Linked DNA regions of Hordeum vulgare: region 1 is linked to region 2. A link is a contact called in public Hi-C data. All regions are on one chromosome and are shown on one strand. The core of a region is the stretch at or near the end of the contact, and the rest is flanking DNA. Distances in the headings are between cores, read along the strand shown.

Region 1 (3,563 bases), core at 587-3,086, 330 kb before region 2:
GCCCCAACGGCGTCTCGTGTGGCTCTGGCTTGACAGGGAGGAATGTCAGTGATCCGGAGGAGCGAGAGCGGGAGCCGGACGATGAGGACGTCGCCGTCTCCATCCGCCTTGGCGTCTAGGAGCTACCGCGGCGGCGGGAGAAGGCTGGCGACGTTGGATACTCAAACCTCGGGGTGTTGCCGCTCTCGATGTGCTCGAGGACGACCTCCAAGGTGCGGCCGGGGACGCCCCACCATTGGCGACACCCCTCGGAGTTGTGGTAGCTGCGGGGCTCGACCCCGTTGGTGGTGGTGAGCTGGTCGGCGTGACGGTGATCGAAGTACGCCGTCCACATCGCATTGTTGTCGGGAGCGTACCGTGGTAGATTGCGCGAGCTCTCCGGCAGCCCCAACCGGATGCGCGATCTCCACCCGCCGTCAGCTTCATTAGGCGGTGATGGCACCGGGATGCCGCCGGCGCTCAGCCTCTAGGACCCCGGCATCCGCATGTTCGGCGGCGTCGGGTAGTCCGCCTCGTAGAGGAGGCGGGCCTCATCCTCGCGGAGGTGCCGGCGGCCGAAGCCATTCGTGGCCGATCCGTCGTTGCGGTAGCGTTCGGCCATCTTTTTCGAGGAGAAGAGGGAGCGGAGTGCGCCGGTGGCAAAGAAGAAGAGAAGAGAGCGTCGGCAGGATAGGTGTGTGGCCACCGGCGGGGGGGGGGGGGAGGGGGAGGTCGTCCTATATAGCCACGGGCGAGTGGGCACGCGGAGCAGCGCCGTGTGAACGCGTGGCAGGAAACGACGGGACGTATGTTGCCGGGACACGCGTCGCCGTGCCTTCATTGTGTCGCCCGTGAATCAATGGAAGGTTGACCGACGGCGCATCCTTCGCACTGAGTCCCGCAGGGAACGAGGCGATGAGGACGACGACCGCACGCCCAATCTCTGACTCGACGAGCCCATTGTTTTTTCGCGCAAAAAACTTTCCGCCGGCGCCCCCGGGTGACCCAGCACGATGAGTTCGGCCTGGGACCACCGCGGCCAATTTTGGCCCGAGACGATGAAAAACGGGCTCCCGAGGACGCGACTCGGCCTTTTTTTCGGAAAAAAAGGCCGAGAGGGTCCTGTTGGGGGCATGGCTGGAGATGCTTTTTAGGCTCTTGACATAGAAATTAGACAACTGTAGTTGTATGATCCATAGTTCCTAAACGACGGTTATAGCACAATTTCTACTAATTCTCTATATAAAATATATGAAAATTGTAGGTGTGAAACAGTGAAAGAGGCTTAATCATCTAGCTCGGTGATTTGTGGTTTGAAAGCAAGATTTATCTGATTGCAGCAAAACTGAAACCTTAAACCAAAACGATACAGTATGTATTTACTGGAGTAAAGTTTTTCCGTTGGCAGAATTAGTTACATGATACGTAGTAGACACAACTAGGATTGATGCTCGGCTGAACATTTGCGTGCTTTTCAGTTTTCACGAAAAAAAAAGAAGGAAATATCTGCGAAGACTGGATCACGAAAGATGCATGGCACCCTCCCGCAGTCTCATCCCACGGCCAATTGTGCATGCGACGCAAAGGGCACGAGCAGAAGCCAAGATAATTCTGCCTGAGATACAAATCGAGTTCCACCCACAAAGCTACTCCATGAGGAAAAGAAGAAGAAGAAGAGAAAGATGGCATGGCGCGCGTCACCTGGATCACGAGGTTCTTCCTGAAGAGCGCGTTGGTCTGCTGGAGGCTGCCGGAGCCCATGTCGCCTCGCCTCTTCTCGCCTCCTCGGAGAACTCGACGAGACAGGCAGAGGGGGGGAGCCACCCCCCACCTATGCTGGTTTTTAGAGTGTCCAGCCGGCCGTGTGGAATGGCGAGTCTGCCCTCTCCACGGAGTTTACCGTGGTCGTGGTCGTCACGGTCGAGGGGGAGACCGTCCTTTCTTCCCGCTGGAGGTCAAGGCCCGGTGTGTCTCGTTCGCTACCGAGTGGCGCATTTGGCACCTTGCGCTGAGTCTGCATTGGGTTCTCTGTTCGTTTTCGTCACACCTCAAAAGGAAAAATCTTCCAAAGGATGTCTCCGCATTGATTGCATAGGAGTATATGGTGTTTAATGAATGCTAACTTGTCCTGGTACAAGAACAGACATGCTGCCGGTTTAGATCACCTTCTCTGTTTGAGACGCTGATGTTGATCTGGCATATCAAGTAGTAGTACATGCTTTGGATTATAGCGTACTTTCATAGCTCTATGTCATAAATAGAATATATGAAACGGCCAACAAGAATCAACTCATTACAAGAATTGACAACAAAAATCCACCTATAACAGGGTCACCATTCTTCCACAATAAAATTCTTACCGACATCATCAAGTCCGGCCTAAAAACAAGGCAAGGATTTGACTAAAAAGGGTTTCCCCTCGTTTTGTATTACAAAACAACCAGCCGAAACATCTATCGATAGGTGTTGGGTCACGTCCAAAAAAAATAAAAAAGAAAATAAAAAAAAACAAATACCGACAATGGCGAATCAACAAAAACGAAGAAGCCTCGCGACCTCTGCGCTCACCAAGGATCTCCCACCAAGCTTCACGACTCTAAAACATCGGTACCAATCAACACCTTCAAGAAGGACTGCGACGATGACGACGTTGCTGCCAAGGGCTTTCCCCCGGTACACGACGAGGCGCGAGGAAGGGTAGCCCCCGACGCCCTCCAGGAGGTTCGGCAACACCCAAAGGCGCCACCGCGTCGGTGTCGGCCGGGCTGACAGGGGTTTCCCACGATCCCATCCTGCACCTCGGACGCTCCGAAGCGTGCCACCAAACCGACCTTCACCCTGCGCCAACACGGTCTTGAAGCCCCCGCGCCGTCTCACCACGACACCGCAAGGTGAGGCCTGCACAGCGATGAAAAGAAGCTGGGACTAGGAACCGCAACACTGTCGGCTCGTGGGAGGGCTCAACCTCTACCGTCAACGACTTTGACGAGCAGTGCTCGCTTATACGAGCCGCCCAACAAACGCGTGCAAGCCGCCGTCCTCAATATGCATTGGCCAATACTATCTACTTCAACATATCAAAGAAACAGGAGGGCTTGTCATGAAGGAAACATCCCTGATGAAGCTACAATTTGACCCGACCATCATTTAGTCAACAATTCAAAGCAAGCAGCAAAGGAAAAGAAAAGTGGCTCTGGAGGAACCACGAGAGCCGGACTATCTGAGGATGAAGCATGGGCCGAGAGGCATATACACTCAATTTGGCCACGATATTTGCCAAGGACGTATGGTGAGCGTCACAAAGATCATCACCTCACTACATCGTCTCCAATCTGGATAAAATCTATCATTCAACCATCAACCTTATACCGGCTTATGTCACAATCAAGTATGGAGACGCTCAAGCCGCCTCCTTGAGCCGACTTAAGACTCGGGGACTACACAAACATGGCTTAGCAGATCTGGGCTGAATAATTCAAGAACCCCGGTCATTACAGGAAAGTTAAGCCGGCCGGGGGCTGCTACCTCATTGGCGAAAAGATCTAAGGTCACCCAAGAAGACAAGTCACCATGATGCGACCACA
Region 2 (3,386 bases), core at 786-3,285:
GGTCATCAAAAGAAAGACAGAAGCACCCATGTATACCAAAGCACCACCACTCGAGAACCCACAATCTCTGTGCTGGAAACTAGTATGATAGAAACTGGCATGGTCCCATATGATTGGATACGTGATGGCTAGTATAGTTGTAAGAATCTGGTCAACATACTGATCAACCTGCAGGAACTGCTAGTGACAGGTTTGCTCTACAGTTTAATCTTCCATGACACAAGGTGCTGAATTTTAGGCTTTGAGCAAATGATAAAGCGGTCATGCTCCTCCATGGAGAAGAAGATAATGTGCCCCAGCAGAGAGGTTAAATAGAGTTGCAAATTTAATATTATTTGCAGTTGAGATAGTGACCAAATCCAAACCAACGAAACAATATTTCAAGAGGATGTATGCTTATGTATCATCAGGACTAGAGGAGCAAATTTGTACTGTGTTGGGGGGTGCTTCTTGAAAGTACTTGTACAGAAGAGGAAAACTTTGCTTAAATTGGCGTTCAAATGATGAAGGAGCACTGCACAAAGAAATGAAAGCACGTAAACAAACAGGAGTCAAGAAGAAGACACCAAAATGAGTGTGCAATCCCTCATAAAATCATTATAAGATAAAAGCTTCGATGTGAAATTGAAGCCAATATAAGCCAAATTACCTATATGGAACAAAATAAGGAGCAGCAATGATGCACTTAACTTGAAACAATTCTGCAAGATGCCAACCTTCCTAAACCATGAGATGAACCCATATTATGATCACACGGTGCATTTCATAGCTGCATTAGTTCCTACATAGAACTGGCTGACTGATATTCTCAAGGATCTGTTCTAGTGAATGATGCTTGCCAAAATTCTTTAGTTTCAACATCAATTGTACATCAGGAACTGTATTATTCCAGTGCAAATCACTATCAGAGCATTAAATTGCACGAGTTGTAGCTAAAACTTGAACAAGGAGCCCCGCTGCTTAACTTTTAGCAAACATGATAATTATGCTGTTAGTGAGGTCCTCACCAGAGCAAAGAAATTGATCACAATGAAGTCACTATGAATGCTTGGATCATTTCCAAACACTTCTTCGACAGAAGCTAAACAGTCTTTCCTGTGCTCCGTCTGAATGATCTCTTTCCGCCGTGAAAATGACTCAGGATCAGCATCCGATTGAACAGAATCATCTAAGGAAGAGATTTCCATGATAAATCACATTGGAAATAAACCTACGGTAGAAAATTTATACTATTTGATAACGGAGCACATAAATTTATAGCACTTACATGAAGTATTATCAAGTTGTTCGGCAGCAAGGGCAGGTGGGCTTGCTAGAGACATGTACCTAACTTTACTGGCTGCTAGATGTGTGGATAAACTCTGCATCAAATTTAACACATGAGGTCAAGTATGAACTTGTTTAGCCACAGTTCAACTGTTCTGATTTCACAAGATCCAGACCTGGTGTGCTGAATGAGTGATGAACACCACAGTATACTGCTGTTGGTCATTAGCAAACGCTGCAGCAAGGGCCTAAAAAGAAGAAAAGGGGTAGTGAAATTCATAGTATAGTGCTCTGAGAAGGTTAAAATTGTCATATTCCTTTAGTATCCATCTTTATATTACTCAACATTTAGCATTATATAAATGTAGTACTGTACCAAAGCTATATCGTTTTCCATCTAGAGAAGCAGAAAACTAAATCGATCTGATAGATTGATGTGTCTCAACTTCTCAGTAATAGGTGCATCGAGTGCAACAACAATATGTGCTAGATGCTCTAGAATCAGGTGGAATTTCATCGCTCCCCTCTTTCACTTGATGTCAGCGGCAAAGAGGGTTGTCTTATACGCCCGAGTCCGAATACACGCACCACACACAGAGAGAGAGAGAGGAGGGGCATACAGCGATTGGGAAGACGTCGCCGTGGGTGCCGAAGGCCATAAAGACGGCGCGAGGCCAGCGGCCATCGCCGCCGCAGCCGTCCATCGTTCTCGCCGAAGCTTCGGGGGCTTTGTGCGTGCGTTCACGTTGGGCCGTCCAGACTACGTCGGAGCGCAGCGGATGAAGCCCGTGAGTAGGCGCAGGCCGAAAGATGTTGCTGGGACCTAAATTTGGGTTTGTGCTAAAAGTTTTGGTCCATAGAAAGCATAAACTCATGGTAATTTTTTGAGAGCAACTAACGGGAGCAACTAGTTGAGGAACATTTCCTTTTCTCAAAAATAAAATAAAAATTGAGGAACATTCCCTCATTAGCCTGCAAACAATTACGTCCATGCATCGTCATTTGTCGCGTTCTCAACCGTCGTCATGTCCCGTTCTGAGCGTTACTTTTGGGTTTATTTTTTCCGCACGTGATTTCGGTTTCTTAATTTGTTTTTTTAGGTTTTTCTAGTGTTCCGGTTTTTCATCGTTTTTTCTTAGCTTCTAGACGAAAAAAATTATAAAAAAATTACGTGAAAAAACGTGTTTTTTCTTTTTTTTACGAGAGGCATGATTTTATTTTTGCGAGAGGCACGGCTTTGGCATACCTCTCAGAAAGGGAAAAAATGTTTTTTGTTTACTTTTTCACGAGAGGCGTAGTTTTGCTTTCGCAAGAGGTATGGTTTTGCTTTCGCGAAAGGCATGGTTTTGCCTTCGCAAGAGGCACGCTCGTGCCTCTAAAAAAACGTGTTTTCTATTTTTTTGTGAGAGGTACAGTTTTGCTTACGCGAGAAACACAGTTTTGCCCCCGTGAGAGGCACGGTCATGCCTCTCGAAAAGGAAAAAAATATTTTCTTTTTTCTTTAGAGGCACGGTTTTCTTCCGCAAGAGGCACGGTTTTGCTTCCGCGAGAGGCATGATTTTTCCTTCACGAGAGGTAAAAAACCGTTTTTGTTTTTTCTATCAGCACATTTTTTTCGTTTGTTTTTCTTCATGTGAAAAAAAGTTCGTTAAAATCTATCAACATGGGATTTAGTTTTGAAGATCTCGACGCAAGGAGGTGAAAACAGTTCAACATTTGGACGCACATTTTAAAATACAAATCTACAAAAAAGAAAAACTCTCATGTTGCGAGAAGTGGAACGCATGCAGTACGTTACTTGTCGCAACCTGGTGAGATGGGAGTGATCTTTGAAAGGTATACTCCTCAATTAGTGATTTCGACAACTAGTTACTGAGCATTCCTTCGGGAGCCTCCAAGCGAGCACTCCCACGTGCCGCCACTTGGCGCGTTTTCAGCCGTCGCCACGTGTCGCGCTCTAAGCGTTTTCTTTGGATTTTCTTTTTTATTATTTTTTTGCATGCGTATTTAGCTTTTTAGATTCGGTTTTTTCGGGTTTTGGTTTTTCACCGCCTTTCAAAAATATTATTTTGCGCCAAATATTGTGTTTTCTATTTTTTTTGTGAGATGCATGATTTTGC

What was found. A called contact is a pair of places that touch in the nucleus more often than the background predicts.
Region 1: a Hi-C map of seedling shows a contact between it and region 2, with 2.5 times the contacts expected there. The contact joins the promoter of LOC123401499 here to the promoter of LOC123401410 in region 2. A contact is called at or near these places in 1 of 6 Hi-C or Micro-C datasets (seedling) and 1 of 1 datasets of contacts at active chromatin or transcription factors (embryo).

The regions. Positions count from the first base shown.
Region 1 is chr6H:191,659,317-191,662,879 of MorexV3_pseudomolecules_assembly, reverse strand. It overlaps LOC123401499 (ABC transporter A family member 8-like), which reads right to left and starts at 1,836. Exons shown (of 18, transcript XM_045095319.1): 1 at 1,681-1,836. The coding sequence starts at 1,740.
Region 2 is chr6H:191,333,275-191,336,660 of MorexV3_pseudomolecules_assembly, reverse strand. LOC123401410 (sterol 3-beta-glucosyltransferase UGT80B1) reads right to left here and starts at 2,035. Exons shown (of 13, transcript XM_045095200.1): 1 at 1,887-2,035; 2 at 1,443-1,514; 3 at 1,268-1,361; 4 at 1,008-1,168. The coding sequence starts at 1,970.